Regions from separate parts of the Mus musculus genome. Here region 2 is linked to region 1. A link is a contact called in public Micro-C data. All regions are on one chromosome and are shown on one strand. Each heading gives the region's core, a stretch centred on a gene start, on an enhancer-like site or on the middle of the called end of the contact. The rest is flanking DNA. Distances are from core to core; before and after follow the strand shown.

What was found. A called contact is a pair of places that touch in the nucleus more often than the background predicts.
Region 2: a Micro-C map of muscle stem cells shows a contact between it and region 1, with 2.3 times the contacts expected there. The contact joins two enhancer-like sites.

The regions. Positions count from the first base shown.
Region 1 is chr8:128,160,895-128,167,179 of GRCm38.p6, reverse strand. No RefSeq gene overlaps it. Among named protein-coding and RNA genes, the nearest start is that of Mir21c, 110 kb to the left of the region's middle. Within about 2 kb of position 2,044, at least 69 of the 459 cell types and tissues checked have an H3K27ac peak or open chromatin away from gene starts, as enhancers often do. A contact at or near this core is called in muscle stem cells, where this site is marked.
Region 2 is chr8:127,962,755-127,968,922 of GRCm38.p6, reverse strand. No RefSeq gene overlaps it. Among named protein-coding and RNA genes, the nearest start is that of Gm32590, 160 kb to the right of the region's middle. Within about 2 kb of position 3,957, at least 55 of the 459 cell types and tissues checked have an H3K27ac peak or open chromatin away from gene starts, as enhancers often do. A contact at or near this core is called in muscle stem cells, where this site is marked.

The sequences.
Region 1 (6,285 bases), core at 795-3,294:
CATGTATGCACACATACATCTACAAACACATCCCAACATATGCATATGTTGAATCAGTTTTAAGCGTCTTTATAGATATATTTGTTAGTGAGGATATAAAGCAAAGAAGTGGTGGTAATAAATGAAAAGCATTTTCTAAATGTTGCGAAAAGTATTACAATTGGGCCTCGGCTCTTCAGTTGATGAAGTTGCTAGATCTGCAATCTAAACTAGCAGCAGAATGCCATTAAACCCTAGGCATGGAGTGCACTGGAGTTTACCTCTCTGAAGTGAATGCAGATTACCATTTTAATAATGTGCAGTTTTGTTAAATGTTAATAGTGGCCCTGAGTTCATCCTGGCTCACAATTTCTGAAAGGCAGAAGATTCACCTTGGAATTGAGCATCCATGAGAAAGAATCCATCAAACAAATGCATCCCTCTTCATCTTGGGCTAATTTTATCCCACAGTCCCTGGCTATCTGCAAGCTGCCTAAGTGATTCACGGTGCATTTTCACATTGCTTTTTATTCAAAGAATAAACGTGAATTATCTTGTTTACTGTCACCACAGCTTGGCAATTATTATTAGCTCCATCTTATATTTGGAAAAATAGAAGTTCGAGATCCTTCAAGAGTCACAGTTGAGGAGAGACAAAGAGCAAATCTCATGGGGAATACTCACAGGACTTAGACTTCATAGGTGTTTCAGATAGAGATGCTCCCATCAATGATCATCCAGCTAACCTCATCATTTTGAGGGTGAGGATGGGGATGTCAGGACTGTTCCAGTGTTCTATTTAGCAAACTTAAATACTCTCGGTTTCATTTCCACTTCCTGAGTTTGAGATGAGAATACTTTCAGTAGCTGTTTTCTAATAATAGGACTCTCATAACCGCTAATGGGATTGTGCCAGAGTGGGTGGAAGCCTCAGTGTAATGTCTAGCTAACGTATATGCCAGTCATGCTGAAGAGGGCACTGGGTGGGGGCTGAGCCAGACTACCATCTCTTGTAGGACATTTGTTTGCTTCCTGTAAACGGGCCTCAGGCCTGCTTTTGGATCAGTATCTCTACCTCTAAAATTAGGTGTTGCACTAAATCTTTAACGTTCTTAGAGTCTTACGTGCCACCGTTCTCACTTTCTTTATATAAAATTTTCAAGTGCATAATATACACATATGTCATAGGAATGCAAATTTGCAGACACTATAGAGAGAGGGGGGAAAAAGCAGAAAGTAGAAATGGAAGATTCCAGGGCAGTTGACTATATTTCAAGGTAAGTGTTCTCTAAGGAGAAAAATGATTCCATTCTTCTTAATGTGCTTTTTAGAAGGCGATAGATTCTGGGCACCTGGTATCTTGTCTATTTCCTTTCCGGAGTTTTGAAGTTTGTTCTTTGAAAGTGGTATCAAAGTCTGTCACCTGATGTGGTTGTTAGGTTCATTGTCAACTTGACACAGACTAGAGTCATCTGGGAAGATAGAACTTCAGTTGAGAAAATGGCTCCATAAGATTGGCCTGTAGGCAAGTCTGTGGAACATTTTCTTGATTAATGATTGATATGCAAGGACCCAGCTCATGGTGGGCCATGCCATCCCTAGGAAGTTAGTCTTTAGTTGTATAAAAAAATCAACTTGAGCAAGCCTTAGGAAACAAGTCAGTAAGTGTTTCTCCATGTTCTCTGCTGCAGTTCTTGCTAGAGTGCCTGTCCTAGCTTCTCTTTATAATGGACTGTGATTGAGATGAGTAAGCCAAAAAAAACTCTTCCCTCCCCATGTTTGTTGACCATGGTATCTGTATTGTGGCAGTGAGAAGCAAACTAGAACACCTGGTTATTGTGGTTGCTTTGCTCATGGGAGGACTTAGGATATGTAACTCCATCACACTGAAGAAGGAAAGGGCAGACTTGTTTCTGAATGAAGTTCCCTGAGTTCATCTGCACCGTGGAATGATGACTTGGTTCCACAACACTCATCAGCTATGCTCCTGCCGTCACACATGGAGGAGTATGAGGTTGTGACTCAGTCCTACCACATTCCTCTAGCAAGGGTCCCACGCCATCACAGATGGGGGAGTATGACTCAGTCCTACCACGTTCTTCTGGCAATGATCACAGCATTGCAGATGGAGCTCTGTAAGCCTGACTCTAGAAAAGTGTGAGTCAGGATGAATTATGAGAGTCGGCAGGCCTACAAACACTTTCTTTAATAATTAGCCTAAGGTGAAGGGGGGACTAAACTCACTAAACTCCCATTTCATACCACCCAAACCATGTACTGCTAATATCTGACTGAGCACAGAAATCCATCTTCAGGTGATGCGGCTTAAAACCTCATTTGTAAAGCACAGCCTGAAGGGCTTCCAGCAAAGAGTGAAGGGCTGTAAACACTGCTTTTGGGCTCCATCATCTCTTTGGGGGACACCATAGGTCACTGATCAGAGCCTTACAGCTGTGGTTGAATGCACCTTGGAGAGAGCCCATAGGCAAACACAACATGGGTATATGTTCCCAGAGGGAAAGGAGAGTCCCTCATCATACACACAAACTCTGTGCTTTCCTTATACAGGCTCACAAAAGCCAAAGTGCAGAAAGCATAATGTCTCCATAACCCTTCAATGAGACAAAGTGAGGTCTGTGTCACTGCCTTGGCAGGTTGGTACTCAGATGTAGTAATTGAACTGTGCAGACAAATCCTTATCCATGCCAGTTTAGAAACCTGCTTTATGAAGCTATTGGGAAAAACTCTCAGGAAAAACAGAAACAAGAATCTCCTAGTCTACCTGTCAATGTTTGTTGTGTATCTACAGTCTGGAGGGAGTTACTGTGAGGCACACTGGGAAGAGCTAAGTATGTGGGGTAGTTCCAGCTCTTAGAATCTTCCAGTCTAGCTCAAAAGGCAACATAGCTGAACAGATGATCCTGGGAAGGGCATTGCAAGTAAACAAAAATGATGAGTTGATGGAGCTCAAAGCAGGAACTGTGAAGGGGGTTGTAGAAGTCAAGAGATATTTCTCAGAATTGGGCTGGAGATAATGATCATTTGGCACAGTGCTTGTCTAATGAAGGTGTTCACCCCTAATCCCTGCACTAGGGAGTCAGAAGCAGGAGGAGCACAAGTTCAAAGTCATCCTTCCAACATAGTGAGTTCAAGGATGCTTGAGATCCTGTGTCAAAGACTCAAAGAAGGCAGAGGAAGGGCAGTGGGAAGGTGAAAGGTAGAGAAGGAGAGAGAATGTGGGGGTAAAGGAGGAGTGATGGAGAGTGAGAAGAGGAGGAGAGGGAGAGATGAAGAGCTTTACAGAAAGAGGGAAGAGAAGGAGAAAGAAAGAGAAGGAGAAAGGGAAGGGAAGAAGAGGGGTCAGCCATGGAGCATGTCTTAGGAGGAGCTGAGAGTGTGGCTGTATAGTAGACACTTTGTGTGTGACCTGGAGACTTCTCTACACTCCTGGGCAATGACTCTGTCAACTTATGTCATTTCCCCTGGACTTGTCATGGTTCATTTATTTTTCTTTTTGAAATCCCTGGATTCTACAGAAAAGGTCATCCAGCAAAATCTAAGACTTCATCTACCTAGTGCTTTGTGCCACAGAGCTGAGGTGGAGCCTTCAGAAAAAGTCACTGAAACCATGTACCAGTCAATCAGTGCAAGGATTTGGTCTATCAGGTAGCCTCTAAACTCCAGGGTCAAATGAAAAGAAGCCAGCTCTCAGATGGGCATGGCCTAGCTCTCCATCATACATGCCATCAGACATGGGCTAGTTCAGTGGAGTCAAGCATTGACTCCAGTCTGCATCTGCCTTTCCCCTTTCCTTGAGGAATGTTGAGAACTGGGCACTAAGAACTGAAGTAAACATCAAGATAAACCAATGTTCAACCCACTTGCCTCAGTATAATGTAGAATTCTGGGCTGCAGCTTTGGCTTGTTAATAGGACTGGGCTTAGAAAATCATGGTAAGCATTCTCCCTTCCCTCATTCTCTCTGCTCTTCACCTTCTTATCCCTATTTCCTTCCCTTCTACCCTCTCTTTTCTCAGTTTTCAATATAGCACACAAGGTCAAGGGTTTCATGATGAAAATTTCACACACATATGTCACACACTTTGCCAACCTATTTCCTGTCTGCCTTTATATCAGGTTGATGATCTGTGTGCATAACTATGCACACACACACACACACACACACACACACACAGAGCAAGACAGTCAGAGAGAGACAAAGAGTATATGTGTGAGGAAGAAGATATGAGATTTATCTTTCTGAGTCTGGCTTATTTTTCATCACATATTCTTTCTCCTGTTTTCATTCTTTTGTTCTTTCATTTATTCTTTTCTCTTAGTAGACACTGGTGTTTGTCAGGCCTGCATTACAGTGGGGCTCTCTATATAGAAATGAAATATTGATCCCTTGTCTCTGAGACTCTGCATGCTCTGCTCCCTTCACACCACAGCCATGACCCAGGTCCAGCTCAGGAAAATGCCCAGGGGATTGAAATCCCCTGAATGGCTCTTCAGCTGAAATTTTTCCTACAAAAGCATCTGACGGTTTCAAGAATGAGAAGGGATGGACTTTTCCCAGCAAAGATGAGTACAACCCATAGTGCCAATTTCTCTCTTCCCACCCACAAAGTTGGTCAGCACTGGATCATTTGGGTACCACAGGTATGCAGAAGAGCCTGGGTGGCCAGCAGGCAGTGGCTGGGAGATTCTCATTGCTACCTAGCATGTGTTAGGCTCTCAGACCAAAATAGCAAGAACAGCAGCATGAGAGCCAGGGCTGTGTGGGTCCCAGGCAGAAAATGAGCAATACATCCTGGGTGACAGGGCCAAAAATCATTAGCCTAAACTGAGCAGGAGGTCTGGGGTTCCTGGAAGCTTGTCCTTCATAAAGAGACTATGCATTTTGGTCGCTAAGTCTGGCAGATGTCCTTTAACCAATTTTTAAAAAGCTAACATCACTGATATTTGGACAAGGTGACATCTAAAGACTCCTGATAGGGTTCCTTGGGAAAACCTAAAGTCACTTTTGTGAGATCCTGCCAAAGTCCGTGACCACCTAAGCAGGAAGAAATATCAGAGAAACTGAACAGAAAAACAAACTAGAACACTCCAAAAGGTCAAAGTCAGGAGAGACAGAGTAGAGCAAAAAGATAGTTTCAGACTCAGAGGACTAAAGAGGTATGATGGAAATGAGGTGGATCAGGTCGCTACAAAAGGCATAAAGCCAAGGAAACCCAAGCATGTGCTGTGGAGGAGGAAATGGGATGACATGAAGACTTTGTCCCTTTGACCACTGTCCTAAGGCTAAGAATAAGAATGTACTCTGCTCTCGGGAAACAATGTAGCATGACTGGCAAAGATACCTCTCGCTCAGTCTTGAATGACAGAGGGCGGAAAAATCCATCTGCTAATCATCTATCTACATGTGAATCATCTCTATCTATCTATCTATCTATCTATCTATCTATCTATCTATCTATCTATCTATCTATCTGTCTATCTGTCTATCTGTCTATCTGTCTATCTGTCTATCTGTCTATCCGTCTATCCGTCTATCTATCTATCTATCTATCTATCTATCTATCTATCTATCTATCTATCTATCTATCATCAATCTATCATCTATCTATCTATCTATCTATCTATCTATCTATCATCTATCTATCTATCTATCATCTATCTATCTATCTATCTATCTATCTATCTATCTATCTATCTATCTCTATCATCTATCTAGTTATCTATCATCTATCATCATCTATCATCTCTATCTTTCTTTCTTTCTTTCTTTCTTTCTTTCTTTCTTTCTTTCTTTCTTTCTTTCTTTCTTTCTATCATCTCTCTTTCTCTGCGTACCTAACATCTACCATTCTATCTTCTGTTTACCTACCAACTATCACCTATCTGTATCTACTAAGAAAAAGAATGAAACAACAAATGAGGCAAATTCTAAATAATTGATGTACGAGGTAAACTATACAAAGTGTCTTAGTTCTATTAAAAAAAATTTTTTTTGCCACTACTAGGAATTGAACCTACAGCCTCATGCATTCCAACTAAACACTTCAGATTGTTCCAAGTAAATACTGAGATATATCCCCAGCCAAGTTTGATAGATAGACAGACAGATAGACAGTCTTGCAACCATTCTGGCATTTGAAAAATATTTAAATCTAAAATTAACATTGTTTCTCTAATATTAAAATGCTATTAGTGTTTCTATTAGTGTTAAAATGTTTCTATTAGTGTTTCTATTAGTGTTAAAATGTTAATAGTGTTTCTCTAATATTAAAATATAGAACAAGGG
Region 2 (6,168 bases), core at 2,708-5,207, 200 kb after region 1:
AATGTTCGAGGAGGCCCAAGAGGTGCCTGTCAGGAGAAGCAGTCTGAGAGCTGTAGTTGCAAGACAATCACATAGACCTGAGTTCAACACACAAAGCCTGTGTGAAAACTTGCTATGTGTCTTGTGCTTGTAATCCCAGAACTGGAGAGGTAGAGACAGGGAGATCCCTGGGGTTCCAGCCAGCCTAATCTATGAAACAGTCCAAGACCAGTGTGAAATTCTGTCTTGAAAAATCAGGTGGTCAATGCATGAGGATCAATGCACAAGATGATTGTTAGGCTTCCACACTCATGTACACACATGTACACACACACACACACACACACACACACACACACACACACACACACACACACCAAGAAGGAAGCAGAGGGAGAGGAAGAGGGAGATGGAGGGAGGCAGTTTGGGAAGCTGCCATCTACAGGATATCTTCCAATCAAAGTTGTTCAGAGCCACCCTTTGCCCTGTGACTTTAGCTTTCCTTCAAGCTCTTAGGCAGCATATCCTAGCAGCCAGACCAAGACACATGCTCAAAGCTTGGATTTCAGGGACAGAAAGAGGAAAGGGTCTAACACTTTCCTTTAGCTTCCTAGAGTGGGGGAAAAGTTTATGTGCCTCAGCCCATGAAAGCTCATGCAGCTCATGCAATAGAGGAGGACCTTCTCATCTACACAGGGTGATTGTGTACTGACCTAAAACCTAAAAACAAACCACACCAAGTACCGTCTCTGCTTCCTATGTGTGGGTTCACTGCTCTCCTGTGGTTACAGAGCTCTGTGCTCATCAGTTGTTTTTAAACACAGGCAAGGCCTCCATGCAGAACTAGAATTGAGATCTGAAGTAGATTCCCAACCTAGGTAGGAGTCGGTGCTAGAAGTAGGGGTGCAGAGGCAAGGAGGACATGGTCAGTGTGTGACTATGCCGATTTCCATCAACTGAGTCAGCTCACTTCTCTGTATCCAGGTTTCTTCCTCTGGGTTCACAACATCACTTTCTTGACTTGTTTGTTTAAAAAAAAAAAAACAAAAAACAAAAAACTGGGAGGATTAAAGACATGGCTCAGTGGTAAAATACTCACTTAATGTGCACAAGATCTGGATTCAGTGTCCAGCACCACCAGGAAAGAAAAAAACCTGAGCCATCGCTGAGTAACCAGTCATTGGCCTCACCCACTAGCACCTGAACAAGCTCACCCCCTTATGTTTAATACCAAAATCCCTCCCCAGCAGGACACCTGGACAGGACCTTCCTGGAAATTACAGAGTAATGAGATCCCATGTTTCACTCTATTTAATATATTTTGTCTGAATTGACTTGAAACTAACATTTAAAATGGCATCGAATTGTGTATGGTAGATGTTTGCACTGGTACCTCAGTTCTACAAAGGTTCTCCCATTTGGACAGCATGTCCATATTGATCTATAGTCTGTGAGGACCATTGGAGATATTTCCATTGCTCTCTGCTATTGGCAAAGTGCTGATTGTGTGCAGTGAGAAAAACTCAGCATCCAGCTGAATAAGATACAGCAGAACCAGGAGAGGGAGAAAAAATCAAAAGGTTGCCCAGCAACAAGGGATGGCCAATGAACTCAGGAGGGATGGGCAGAGGCCACGGAAGCCAGGCCATTCCTTTATTACAATTCCCTGTGCCTTACCAGCAATTCTAGGGTGGCTTCTAGCAGCTCTTCCTGTGATAAGTGCTGTCTTATTTGTGTAAGAAAAATAACCAGCGGAAGTGTATGATATATGCAGGCTGCAAACATCCTGATGAAATCCATGACTCTGTACCATTAGTGAGCTCATTGGGGATGATCATCCGAGCCATGGAGATGCAGTGCCAGAGTATGAGGACCGGGATCATAGGGTGCTGAGTTGCCTCAGAGACACAGGGTTCTGCTTAACATAGCAGCCTTTCCTCATCTGGCCGTGGGTTCTCTCTTGCATATCCGCTTAGAAAGCGATCAAAACAAAAACAACAAAAACCACAAAGAAAAGTACTAGCTTAAAATGTGTCCTGATGGGTAGAGCAACTTTAATTCAACTTCATTGTGGCATATTGGGGTGTCCTCCGCTTGTCTTATAGAGTTCATTCTCACAGAATATTCCCGTGCCTTCTTTCATGGCCCAGGGAAGTCTCGACTTAAGCACAGTGGCCAAGAAGCTCTATTAAGACTTAGCAGCTCTGTTTTTGTCCCTGCATTTCTTTTAGACAGGAATAATCTGGGGTTGAAAACTTTGAAGGTGGGTTGCTGTTCCCATCTCTCCTCAGGAGGCCCTTTTTAAAAACTGGAGGTGGGTCTCTTCAGGTTCTATATCCCCTCTGTTGGGCATTTCGGCTAAAGTCATCCACACTGAGTCCTGGGAGCCTTCCTCATCCAAGGTTTCTGGGACTTTATAAAGATTCTCCCCACCCTGTCACCTCTGGCAGCTGCATATTTACATTCATTCTCCTGGCCCTCTGGGCTTCTCTTCTGTCTCCCCCATACCTGATCCTGCATCCCTTTTCTCTCCTCCTTCCCTCTCCCCCCACCCCAGTTGCCTCCCTCCCTCTGCCTCCCATGATTACTTTGTTCCCCCTTCTAAATGGTATTCAAGCATTCTCCTTGGGCCTCACTTGTTTAGGGTCTGTGAGTTGTATCATATGTATTCTGTACTTTTAGACTAATATCCACGTATCAGAGCATGCATACCATGCCAATGACTGGTCCAACTTAGCATCTATCCAATGGGCAGGCATCAAACCCTGAGGCTATTACAGATGCTATGTTGTGCTTGCAGACAGGAACCTAGGATAGCTGTCCTCTGAGAGATGCATATACTCACAGCCAAGCACTGGTCTAAGGTTGAGGACTCCTATGGAAGAGTTAGGGGAAGGGTTGAAGGGACTGAAGGGGATGGCCAGCCCATAGGCAGACCAACAGTGTCAACTAACCTGGATCTCTGAGAGCTCTCAGAGACTAAGCTACCAACCAAAGAGCATAAATGGGATGGTCTGAGGCCCCTTCTACCTCCCTCCCCTGGCACATATTTATCAGAGAACTGCCTTGTCAGACCTCAGTGGGAGTTGGATGTACCTAATCCTATAGAGACTTGATGCCCCAAGGAAGGGGATCCTTAGAGGGTACCCTTTCAGAGGCGGAGGGGAGAAGGGATAGGGGAAGAACTCTGCAAGGGGGGACCTGGAGGGGGGGGTCAACATTTGGGATATAAATAAATAGAATAACAACAACAACAAAAGACTTAGCATCATGATTTACAGTTTTACAGTTCTTTACCCAGGCTGTACATCTTTGTATTTGGAGCTTTATCAAGCTGACTCTCCTCACCACCCTATGCCAGGATGGAGTCACTGTGGCCTTGAGGAAATAATGGAGGAATTAGTCACATTTTCCAGGAGCATTAGAGCACAGAGCCTGACACTCACATACGACCTTCTTTATGCATTCCTGTCCTAACACCACTGCCCAACCTTTATGTACTCCTTGTCAGTTACACCCCAGTGTGAAACACTCAACAGGTTAGGCTTTGTTGGTCCTGCACCCTACATGGCATGAAACTGCATGGTTTATTCAAGCGCTGTGTTCTTTATTTGTTTGTTGTTGTTTGAGTTATGTTTGTTGTTTGTTTCAGATAGGGTCTTACATCATCCAGGCTGGCTTTAAGTTTGCCGTGTAGTTAAGGATAACCTGCACACGTGATTCTACCTCTGTCTCATAAGAACATGCTCAACTCAGGCATTTATTCTTGAAGGTTGACTACAGCCTACTGTCTTCCCTTTCTATGTGAGTTTGTTACAGAGTTGCCATAGCTATTTACAACATAGACCAACAAAGCTCCATTGCTGAGAAAATACAGCTGTTTTTCCTCTGAAATCTTAGAGCAGGATAAGTACAAATAAGGACAAATCAAGTATAGATGAGCACTCCAGAGGGTAAGACCTGGATATGCTGAGTCATGCCTGGGCACTTGTCCCTGCTCTAAGTTCTATGGTGTTGAGAGTTTCTAGTGGAGGGACTCTGGCCAGCCTGAGTGTGGCAAACATGGCAAATTTGGCAAACATGGCACTAACAGGCCTTGCCCTTCTTCTCTATTCCCTCTGTCCTACTAAAAGCCAACTGATTACATTCTTAAAGCTAGCCGTGAAGGATTATACCTTCATTTGACCATTTCCTCCTGCTGAGGCTGACTACCCAGGTTCAGCTATCAAAGTATTGAAGTCCAACAATAAATGCCTCCGTTGTCTGCCCTAATTAGCATGCCTAATCAAAATTTAAAACCTTATTGTAACATGGGATTTCCTGTTGTACCTTTATAAGCCACCATTTGCTTACAGGCCAGGTCTGCCTCCTCTCTATCCAGAAGTCGTCCTTTGTTCTGACTCCAGGACAAATATCTCTGCCTCCTCTCCTTTGTCCCCTTTCCTTCTTCCCCATCCTTTATCTCCTGTCTCTGTCTCTTATTCCCTGCTTTTTGTCCTTCTGGGTCAAACAAATCCTCTTTGTGCTGAGAACTTGGTATGGGGGTTCCTGAGCCTCTACCAACCTTTACACTTTACACCAAGAGACAAAACTGAACAGACAGAGCACATAGAGCACACCTCTCCTACAGACCAGGCAGGTTCTCATGATGTAAACAGAGCTTGAGACGTGGCTTTACAGGAGCTTAGCAAGCTAAAACCTAGCACTGGTCATCTTAAGGACTCAAGGGTTAAGCACTCCACTCAGTTTCTAGGGACTCCTCAAATATTAACACCTCCTTCTCACTTCCCTGAAGGATGAACCCCACTCTGGAAAGACCTGACACTAATCATTGAGGATTGTTCCAGGATCCAGTGTTTATTAATATACCTTCCTCTTCAGTTCAAAATGTTTTTAATCTTGTAAATCAGTAACTAACCAAAGTGATTGCTGCTGATTTTAAATACTTCGTGTTGTTTTTAATGGGTTTTCCAGAGCTGGGATTTGATGAGCATACATGTAATAAAAACACATCCTCCTCCTATCACTTTTTTCCCTTAAATACATTTTCCGTGTACGATTTGGCAAAAAGACAGATACTCATAGAGTGAGTCCTTTTGCTGTTTATATCCCTCTTGGCAGAGCTCCAGTGAGCATTTAGTAATGTATTAATCTGTCCGAAGAGAGCTCTGCAGGCCATGGAGTTTCCCTGGTGCACCTGAAAACTCAACTGAATGCTTATAACCCTAGCTGAACCAGAATGTGTATTTTCAGTGTAAAGTGAGTTCACGGATCCGTATGGTCCCCTTCCACTTACTTACCAGTAAAGCTGAGGGTTTTGGTTTGGTTTGGTTTTTTTGATGTTGTTTTGGTTTTTTGGTTTGGTTTGGTTTGGTTTTCGGGGGTTTTGAATTTCTCAGCCCTGGATAGAGGGTCAGGGAGCCACTTGTCCTCTAGACACTACTGTAAATTCTCCTTTACTCACAATACATCTTAGCCACACCGGTCAGATTCACCCATGTATTTGTAAAATGAGCAAGGAAATGAAAATGGCCGGTGTGACAGTTATCTCTTCATGGGTGATGACTTCTAATAGAGGTGACAGGGACAATATAGACTAAAATTTCATAAGCTGAATGGGTTAGGCAAAACAAAAGAAAGAAATGAAATGAAAAGATGATAAGTTCTGGATATTTTTTAACAAGCAAATAAAAAAAACAATCATTTTATCTCTCTTTATTAGATTTGATGCAAGTCTAGGAAATGCTGCATGCTGTGTCTTGAATGTGAAGTATCCTCCAAAGAATGCTTGATCCCCAGCTTGAAGCACTGTTTTAGAAGGTCCTAGAAGCTTTAGGAGATAGAGCCTGGTTGGAGGAAGTGAGTCATTTGGGGGAGGGCTTGAGATCTTATCACCGAGCCCCACTTCCTGTCTGCTCTTTGTCTCCAGACCACAAACACAATCCAACTCAGTGAATTCACATCTTAGTGAGTTCAAAGCCAAAATAAACACAACCAGGATAAAGATGCATGGAGAAAGATTTCTTACCTACAGAGGCAAGGAATACTGAGAGTTCTTTCCAAAGCAATATTATGAACTGACTAAGCATGGCAATTTTCCTGGGGGTGGTGGTGCTGGTGGGCGTGGTGGGGGTGGTGGGGATGGTAGGGGTAGTGGGGGTGGTGGGAGTGGTGGGGTTGGTGGTGGTG